2 separate regions of the Mus musculus genome follow, and region 2 is linked to region 1. The links are chromatin contacts, called in public promoter capture Hi-C maps. All regions are on one chromosome and are shown on one strand. Each heading gives the region's core, a stretch centred on a gene start, on an enhancer-like site or on the middle of the called end of the contact. The rest is flanking DNA. Distances are from core to core; before and after follow the strand shown. Region 1 holds the start of Vrtn (vertebrae development associated). Region 2 overlaps Ltbp2 (latent transforming growth factor beta binding protein 2).

Region 1 (3,669 bases), core at 843-3,342:
CAGCGGGAAACAGTGGATAAGACAATAGCTGCTATCACTTTACCATTGGAAGTGACCCCCGAATTTGCACTTCTTTCATCTTGGGACCAGAGCCCTGGGGGTAGGCGATTTCCTGGGGGGAGTGGCTTAAACCACTTCCCCCACCAGCCAGTTGGCTGTAGACCATCCATGCTCAATGGTTCACTACAGATATGAGACTGGTTTGGCCGTGAGAGTGGAGATCAGCAAGGGACGCTCTCCGGGAAGACCTCTCCCGGTAGGGTGCCTTAAATGACCCAGGCTGGAAGGTGGAGAGAAGAGTGAATGCCCCCCAGGGCTCTGGACCACCCTCGAGGTCAGTAAAGTAGAATATTTTCTCAAAACTAGAAGGGGTCGGTGCTTCATTCAGCTTGATGCTCTAGTCACCTAGGGGTTGACTTCAGGATCCTAAGGGATTAGTTAGGTCTAAGATGCTACGGAAGTGTAGGGACAGGGACGCCAGGCATTGTCTTAGGTTCTCCCTACCCCCACACCTCCAGCCCTTTCCCCACCCCCACCGACTATCCTGTCTTCCCTCCCCACCCGGCAAGCACAATGGTATAGCCTCAAGCTCCTCCCCAGACCACAAAGATCTTCTCAGGTTAGGTCCCTGACTTCTGCAGCTCCAGGTGGGCCAGCTCTCTACCACCCACCGTCTCCTGGCACCCCCCAAGGGTGACTGGTAGCCCTCACTCTTTTCCGTCCCTTTCAGAGACATAGGGTCCAGTCAAGCGACTGAACTTGGGGTAACCCCGGAGGAGGCTCTTAGTTTGATGGCCTCAGGTGCACCCGTTAGCGCTCACTTGGTTGTGGGAGTTTTGTTGGGAAGTTAGCATCTAAAGACCTGCCAGTGATTCTCTACAGTGTCCTCCTATGCCTAGTTGGGTCTCCAGGACACAGGGGAGGGAACCAAGATGGCTGGCAGTCCCTTGGTCATGCAGCCTGGGCAGCCAAGCCGGTGTGCCCCGGTGATTGGAGCGAGGCTGGCTGAAGAGTTAGCTGGCTGTCCAGGTTGGTTGTGGTAGATCAAACTCTACTGCCTTATTGAGCCTTAACCACGTGGCCCACATACTTGTGGGTGCAGTAGATTACAGAGACTGCAATGTGCTTTGAGAGGGACAGGGAGAGTGGGGGAGGTCTCCAGAGAGCACTGGATTCCAGTCGGGTTCCTTGGAGCCCAGGTTACAATTGGTAGGGAATGAATTTGTTCTACAGGCAGGCCCTCCAGCCTTTCCCTTCCGGGTCCCATACAGAGCCCTGATTTACCCCTCCTAAAATACGGGGGCTGGAGGCTGGAACCCGGCTCTGAAGCTCCATCTATTTGCAAATGGGGAGCTCATGCGACAGGGAAGCTAGCCCGAGTAAAGGTGAGAGTGCTTTTCCCATCCACGTATCCTATGAGAGTCCGGAGTCCTTTCCAGGCGCTAACACGTTTAGAAACTGATGCCCCGGCTTTGCTCCCTCCCCTCCAACTTGAAGTTTGTATCGCGGGGGTAGGGGGGCGAGGGAGGGTGCGCCTCATTGGTTTAGTACTTTTACAGACCCTTTCCAGCAGCTATGTGGGGGGTTCGGGGAGGCCAGCCATACACTGGACTCATTCCTTCTTCGGTGCACCTGGGAGTAGCTACTCTGGCCCTGAGTGCCTTTCATGAAGGGCACCTTTAACCAAAGCGCCGCAGCTGAACTCCATCACCGATTATCTACTTAAGGGCTTCCTCCTGCAGCCGCCTGCCTTTTCCACACTGGCTGCCTTCGAGTGGTCCAGCCTGGCTGAGGGATGGTGCGAGTTTAGGTTTTCTTTTGAAGCTACTTTTTAATTTTATTTTAGAAACAGCCTCTTCCTATATAGCGTAGGCTGGACTTGAACTCGATAGCCTCGCAAGCGCTGAGATAGCAGGCTGCTCTCGGCGAGCGTTTTGAGGAGGCCAGAAGTGGGGTTTTTACCTACTAACATCTCCTTTTGGGGGGAAAGAAAGGAGGAAAGAAATAGGGTGGAGTTGGATGTGACTAGGCCAGGGAAGATGAGGTAGGACAGTAGGCCCGGGTAGGGTGGGGAGGGGCTAAGGTCTGTGTGCTGGAAGTGTGTTGCATCCGACGCTGTGTTGGACACTGGAGGAATTCAGGCAAGTCAGCTTTATTCTCTCTACCTCCGTTTCCTTGTCTACAAAGTGACTAGGTGTATCTCAAAATGTCAGATTCTCTGGATCATTTAAACAAACGCCTCGGAGGACTGCAGTGGTTCGGCGCCTAAGGTTTGGCAGCTTTTAATAGCTGTGCTTTCTTAACTCCTGCTGAGCCGCCTCCTTCTCCAGGTGTGAGCCAGGAATATTGATCCGGGTAGGTGTGACAGAGCTGCGGAGGGAAGGTGAGACCCGCAGAGTAATAAAATTACCTCAGAGAAAACCTGAAATCAAATGTCCACCCCCACAAAAGCCCACTTGTGATCACGGGGGCGGGGGGGGGGCGGGCGAGGGGGGACGCTGCACTTCTGAGCAGGCACTCAGGAGTGGAGGCAGGAAGAGTCACGCGCACAGTTTAAATTGTTCTTTCTGAGACTTTGGTTAAATGGGTTAGTGCAGAGTCGGTAAGTGGCAGCTATTTTCCTAATTTTGTTTGCAAAGTATCTCAAAATGCTCGTCTGCGTGCAGCTGTGTAACACCACTTAAGAAAGTGACATCATGGAAGGAAACAGAAGGAATATTATCCCCTTTCTTGGAATATATGTGACAGCGAGGAACTCTTTGTCTTTAGAGCTTGGTTTTGGGGGTTCAGTTTTGGTTTTTGGCTTTTTGAGTCCGGGGTTTCTCTGTGTAGCCCTGGCTGGCTTGGAACTCAAATTCTCCTGCCTCGACTGGGATTAAAGGCATACATGTGCCGCCACCACTGTGCTGTATTTTTTTTTCCCTTAGTATGTACACACTTTGAAGATCTTTAGAGCTTAGAATGTTACCCAAGGATGCTTCTGATTATCACTATTGGAAAGGCTCTATGTTCTTGCTGTCAGGTAAAATTCTGGCGGTTCCTTCAGCGCTTTAAAATTCTTTTCCTCCTCACCTTGACCCAACCACAATTCACATTCGAGTGCATTTCTTTTAAGCATACAGCTTGTTAAACTTAAGCACTTATATGAAAACTCATTTTTAAAATGGGGGGCAAATTAAAACAATGTGTTAAGCTCTGAGGACCAGGTCTGAGAAGCCAAAGAAGAAAATATTCTCTTTTCTAATTTCAAAAGCTCTTCTCAAAGGAGTGCCTCTGCTTGGCAGTTACTGGAGTTAGGCAGATTGGCCTGTGTTGGAGGGGAGGCTGGCTAGCTAGCTCATTTGTGATACCTTGAACAAATTAGGGTGCTGCCAAATGCCTCAGTTTCTCCACCTGTGAATTGGGGCTATCGGTAGTGCCAGCCTGTTTCATTTGGAGACCGGGTCTGAAGTATCCAGACCAACTTCACATATCTTGGACATTGATCCTCCTGCCTCCACTTCTCATGTGCTGAAATTATAGGTGAGTGTGGGGTTTCCTGTTCTGGAATTACAGGCATTCACCGCCACACGTGTTTATGTGCTGGTAGAAATGGAATCCAGGGCTTCTTGCATGCTAGGCAAGCTCCCGCCCAGCAGCCCCTTACACTCCCTTTTAAAATCAGAGACT
Region 2 (3,669 bases), core at 746-3,245, 220 kb after region 1:
CTGGCCGCTTGCCTGAGTGCCACTCGTCCCTCAGAGTCACCTTTCCTGCCCTGGTGACCCATCATTCAGTGACTGCTGCCTCCTCTTTGAACAGACCACTCGTCCAGTGGATGGGTTTTCGTGTTGTGCCTCTCTGTCCCCATTTGTACAGTCGGCCCTTAGGAGTGCGATCAGTTGAGCTCCTAGCATACAAAGCACAGTCACATTATCTTTCTTCAGCCACTCTCCAGTGGGTGCCGATATATTCACAATCTCATTTAATCCTCTCTACATGCTTATCATTCCTATCTCCCCCACATCGCCTCTGAAAGTCAGGGAGATTAAGAGACCCGCCTAAGGTCACCTAGCTAGATAATGGAGCCAGCACTCAAATCTTTGCCCAAATAGCCCATCCTTATGCTTCCTCACCAACTCCCGGCATGACTTGTGCGCCTCTTTCCTACCATCTCTGAGTCCAGTCTTGGATAAGACAACAGGATCCATTGGTTTCAAACTATGCACCAAAGGCGCCATTGGAAACCCAGGCCTGGGAATACTACACATTCCAGGTTGGCCCAGGTTGGCCCTGGTGGATGATGAAGGCTCCAGGCCTGTTTGCCCTTCTAAAGTCACATGGTAAAATTCAAATTATGAGGGAAGATGTGTGCCAGCCAGCTCATGTACCTGCTTTGATAAGTATTCTTAGAGCACTCACAAGGTCTGAGATATGATAGAAATGTTTCTCGTGCACTTGTGCAGAAAGGACACATAGATCCACAGAACAAGCGTGATGTTGGCCAGAGCCTATTACTCAGGCAGGATAGAGTGATAGTTAGGGAAAGTTTCCTGAAGTAAGTGATGCTGACCAGTTGTTCACAGGATGAGATGGTTGGAAATCCTGCCCAGCAAGGCTATTTGAGGGCCAGGCTGCCCAATCAGTGGGTAGTAAGAAGAGTGTCTTAGTTTGGGTTTTATTGCTGTGTAGAGACACCATGACCAAGGTAACTCTTATAAACATAAGCATTTAATTGGGGCTGGCTTACAGTTTCACAAGTTCAGTCCATTATCATCATGGCCGGAAGCTTGGCAGCTGCAGGAGAAGGGTGCTGGAGAAGGAGCTGAGAGTTCTACATCTTGATCCACAGACAGAAAGGAGGAGACTGTCTTCTGCAGTTAGCCAGGAGGAGGCGCTCTTTCTCACTGGGTGGAGCCTGAGTACCAGGAGACCTCAAAGCCCTCCTACACAGTGAAGCACTTCCTCCAACAAGACCAAACCTCCCTCAATAAGGCCACACCTCCTAATAGCGCCACTCCTGATGGCTGAGCACTCAAAGAAATGAATCTATGGGGGTCAAACCTATTCAAACAACAACTGAAGGATTCTGACCACGAGCTAGATCCTAAGGTGAGGGTATCTTCTTTGGTGCCTCAGTGTCCCTTTCTTTCAGGTGCCTGATCCCCACGTAAGCAGATAATTCCAGAGAATTGTAAATCAAACCCTTTCCCAAGCACAAACTGCCAAGCACAAGATTTTGGCCAATGCCTAGCCATCGTCCGTCTGTCCAAATACAACTAGCTACCACATGAGCACCTGCCCAGGCCCACCCCAGCACCATCTCAGCCACAGACACTCTCTGCTAGGGCCAGCTCAGCAGACAAACACTGAGGAAGGCAGACACGCCCTGGGCGCATCTTGAGTCTGGTTTTCGCTTAAGGAATGGAGAAGTCATGTGGACCCACCCCTTCCATCCAGCAGAGACCCAAAGCCTGGTATGCATGAGAGGAGGGTCTTGCAGCTCAACCTCTGACCCCTGCCTCAAAGGTGGCTTTTGATGCTTAGCTTCTACCCTCCCTTCCTGCTCTGCGTCCCAAGGATGACCCACCCTTGGTGTAAACAATAACATCTTTCACTCTCTGGAAATCTGAGACGCCCAGCCTGGCAAGCTAAGCCCCTGCATCTCTTTCCACCACTCAGTTCTGGTTCTGCCTTATTCGCCAAGGCTGTCTTGACAACACCAATGAGGATACAGAGCTAAATGTGAGCAGGCTACTGAGGAAGCCCCACCTGGTGGGGTCCTGACGCTGCTGGAAGGGCTTTTCTCAACCAGGAATTCCATTCTCGTGTAGGTGTTTGATTGGTCCAACGAACAGCTCACGGGGAATGGGAAATCAGAAGGGAAACTGGATACATCATCTCCGCTGTCTGTTACATCATCACAGATGAAAGTCATACGACTTCCAGAGCAGCCAGCTGTGTTGATAGATAAACACCTTCCTGGGAAGATGACCGTTCCCAGCTGGCTGAGGGAGGGTCTGAGCTTCGGACCAGATCTCATCAGCCTGTTTTGTATATATCACCAGACTGCAGTGTCTGGTTTGTTCTGAGCCAATCACATGTATTATGAGACTGGATCATGAACTCCTCTTTTTCTCTTTTACAAAGGCACCCAAAATGATCCACTATGGTGGCCTCAATTGCCTAGCTAAGAGAAGGAAAGTTCTGACAGTTTTTACTGGTTGTGTGTGTGTGTGTGTGTGTGTGTGTGTATGTGTATGCTCTTTTAAATTTTCTTTTGGCACGTATGTGTGTGTTCACATGTGGGTGGGTGCACATGTATGTTCTGGTATGTGCATGTGGAGGCCAGAGGATGACAATGCGTGTTTTCCTTGATCACATTCCACCTTAGAATGAAGCAGGGGTTCTCACCACTAAAACCTAGAGTTCACCATGTGGCTAGGCTACCTCGCCATCATGTTCCAGCTAGCCCACGTGTCTGACGCATGGGATTGCACGCAGGCTGTCAGAGCATCCTGCATTTATGCTGGTGCTGGACACTAAGCTCTGGTCCTCATGTTACACAGCTGGCACTCTATCCTCAAGTCATTGCCCCGGCCTCTAAAATGGTGTCTATAATTAAAGGTGGTAGTATATGGCAATTCTTTTTTAATTCCCCTAATTCCCTCCATTTGGAAAAAATGAAAACCTGGTCATTAACGCAGCTCTTTCATTTCTATTTTTATTTATGTTCAGTGTGAATGTATATGGGATGGTGGGGAAGCAAGTGTGGAGGTCAAAGGACACCTTTCTAGAGTCAGTTCTCTTCGGTCTTTATTGGGCTCTGGAGATCAAACTCGGGTCATCAGGCTTGTGTGGCAAGTGCCTTTACCAGCTGGGCCATCGTGCGGGCCTTTCTGATATTGTACCAATGCATGGAATCTAGTGACACCATGAGAGCTGGGAGCAATGACTGTGTTTAAAGGAGACCGGTGGGAAATAAATGAGCACAGATTTCAAAACGTATCAAAAGCAAAAGGCCAGCTCAGAATCCCTGGCTTGTAGCAGGGGCTTTTTACAAGTAGCAAAAGGTAAAATGCTCAGCACCTAAGGAGAAACAGCTCCAGGCAGGGCTGAGACTGCTGAAGAGAGAAACCCCAACCTTGGTGGACTTGTGCTGCTGCTGCTGCTACTGCTGTTGTTTTGTTTTGTTTTGTTTTGTTTTGTTTTTATATTTCCAGACAGGGTTTCACTGTTTAGCCCTGGCTGTCCTGGAACTTACTCTGTAGACCAGGCTGGCCTCAAACTCACAGAGATCCTCCTGACTCTGCCTCCCAAATGCTGGGATTAAAGGTGTGTGCCACCACTGTCTGGTTGTGGACTTTAATATATATGTACACTGTAGCTATCGTCAG

Evidence for each region. Promoter capture Hi-C pulls out the DNA fragments that hold promoters and counts their contacts.
Region 2: a contact with region 1 is called in a promoter capture Hi-C map of embryonic stem cells, with 2.5 times the contacts expected there. The contact joins the enhancer-like site here to the promoter of Vrtn in region 1. A contact is called at or near these places in 2 of 39 promoter capture datasets (the C10 cell line and embryonic stem cells), 4 of 484 Hi-C or Micro-C datasets (bone marrow-derived macrophages, brown adipocytes, cerebral cortex and 1 more), 2 of 115 datasets of contacts at active chromatin or transcription factors (both in embryonic stem cells) and 2 of 9 other capture datasets (adipose tissue and embryonic stem cells).

Annotation. Positions count from the first base shown.
Region 1 is chr12:84,640,804-84,644,472 of GRCm38.p6, forward strand. It overlaps Vrtn (vertebrae development associated), which reads left to right and starts at 2,093. Exons shown (of 2, transcript NM_001033776.2): 1 at 2,093-2,141.
Region 2 is chr12:84,856,721-84,860,389 of GRCm38.p6, forward strand. The region is part of intron 2 of Ltbp2 (latent transforming growth factor beta binding protein 2); the gene reads right to left. Among named protein-coding and RNA genes, the nearest start is that of D030025P21Rik, 17 kb to the right of the region's middle. Within about 2 kb of position 1,996, at least 23 of the 459 cell types and tissues checked have an H3K27ac peak or open chromatin away from gene starts, as enhancers often do. A contact at or near this core is called in embryonic stem cells, where this site is marked.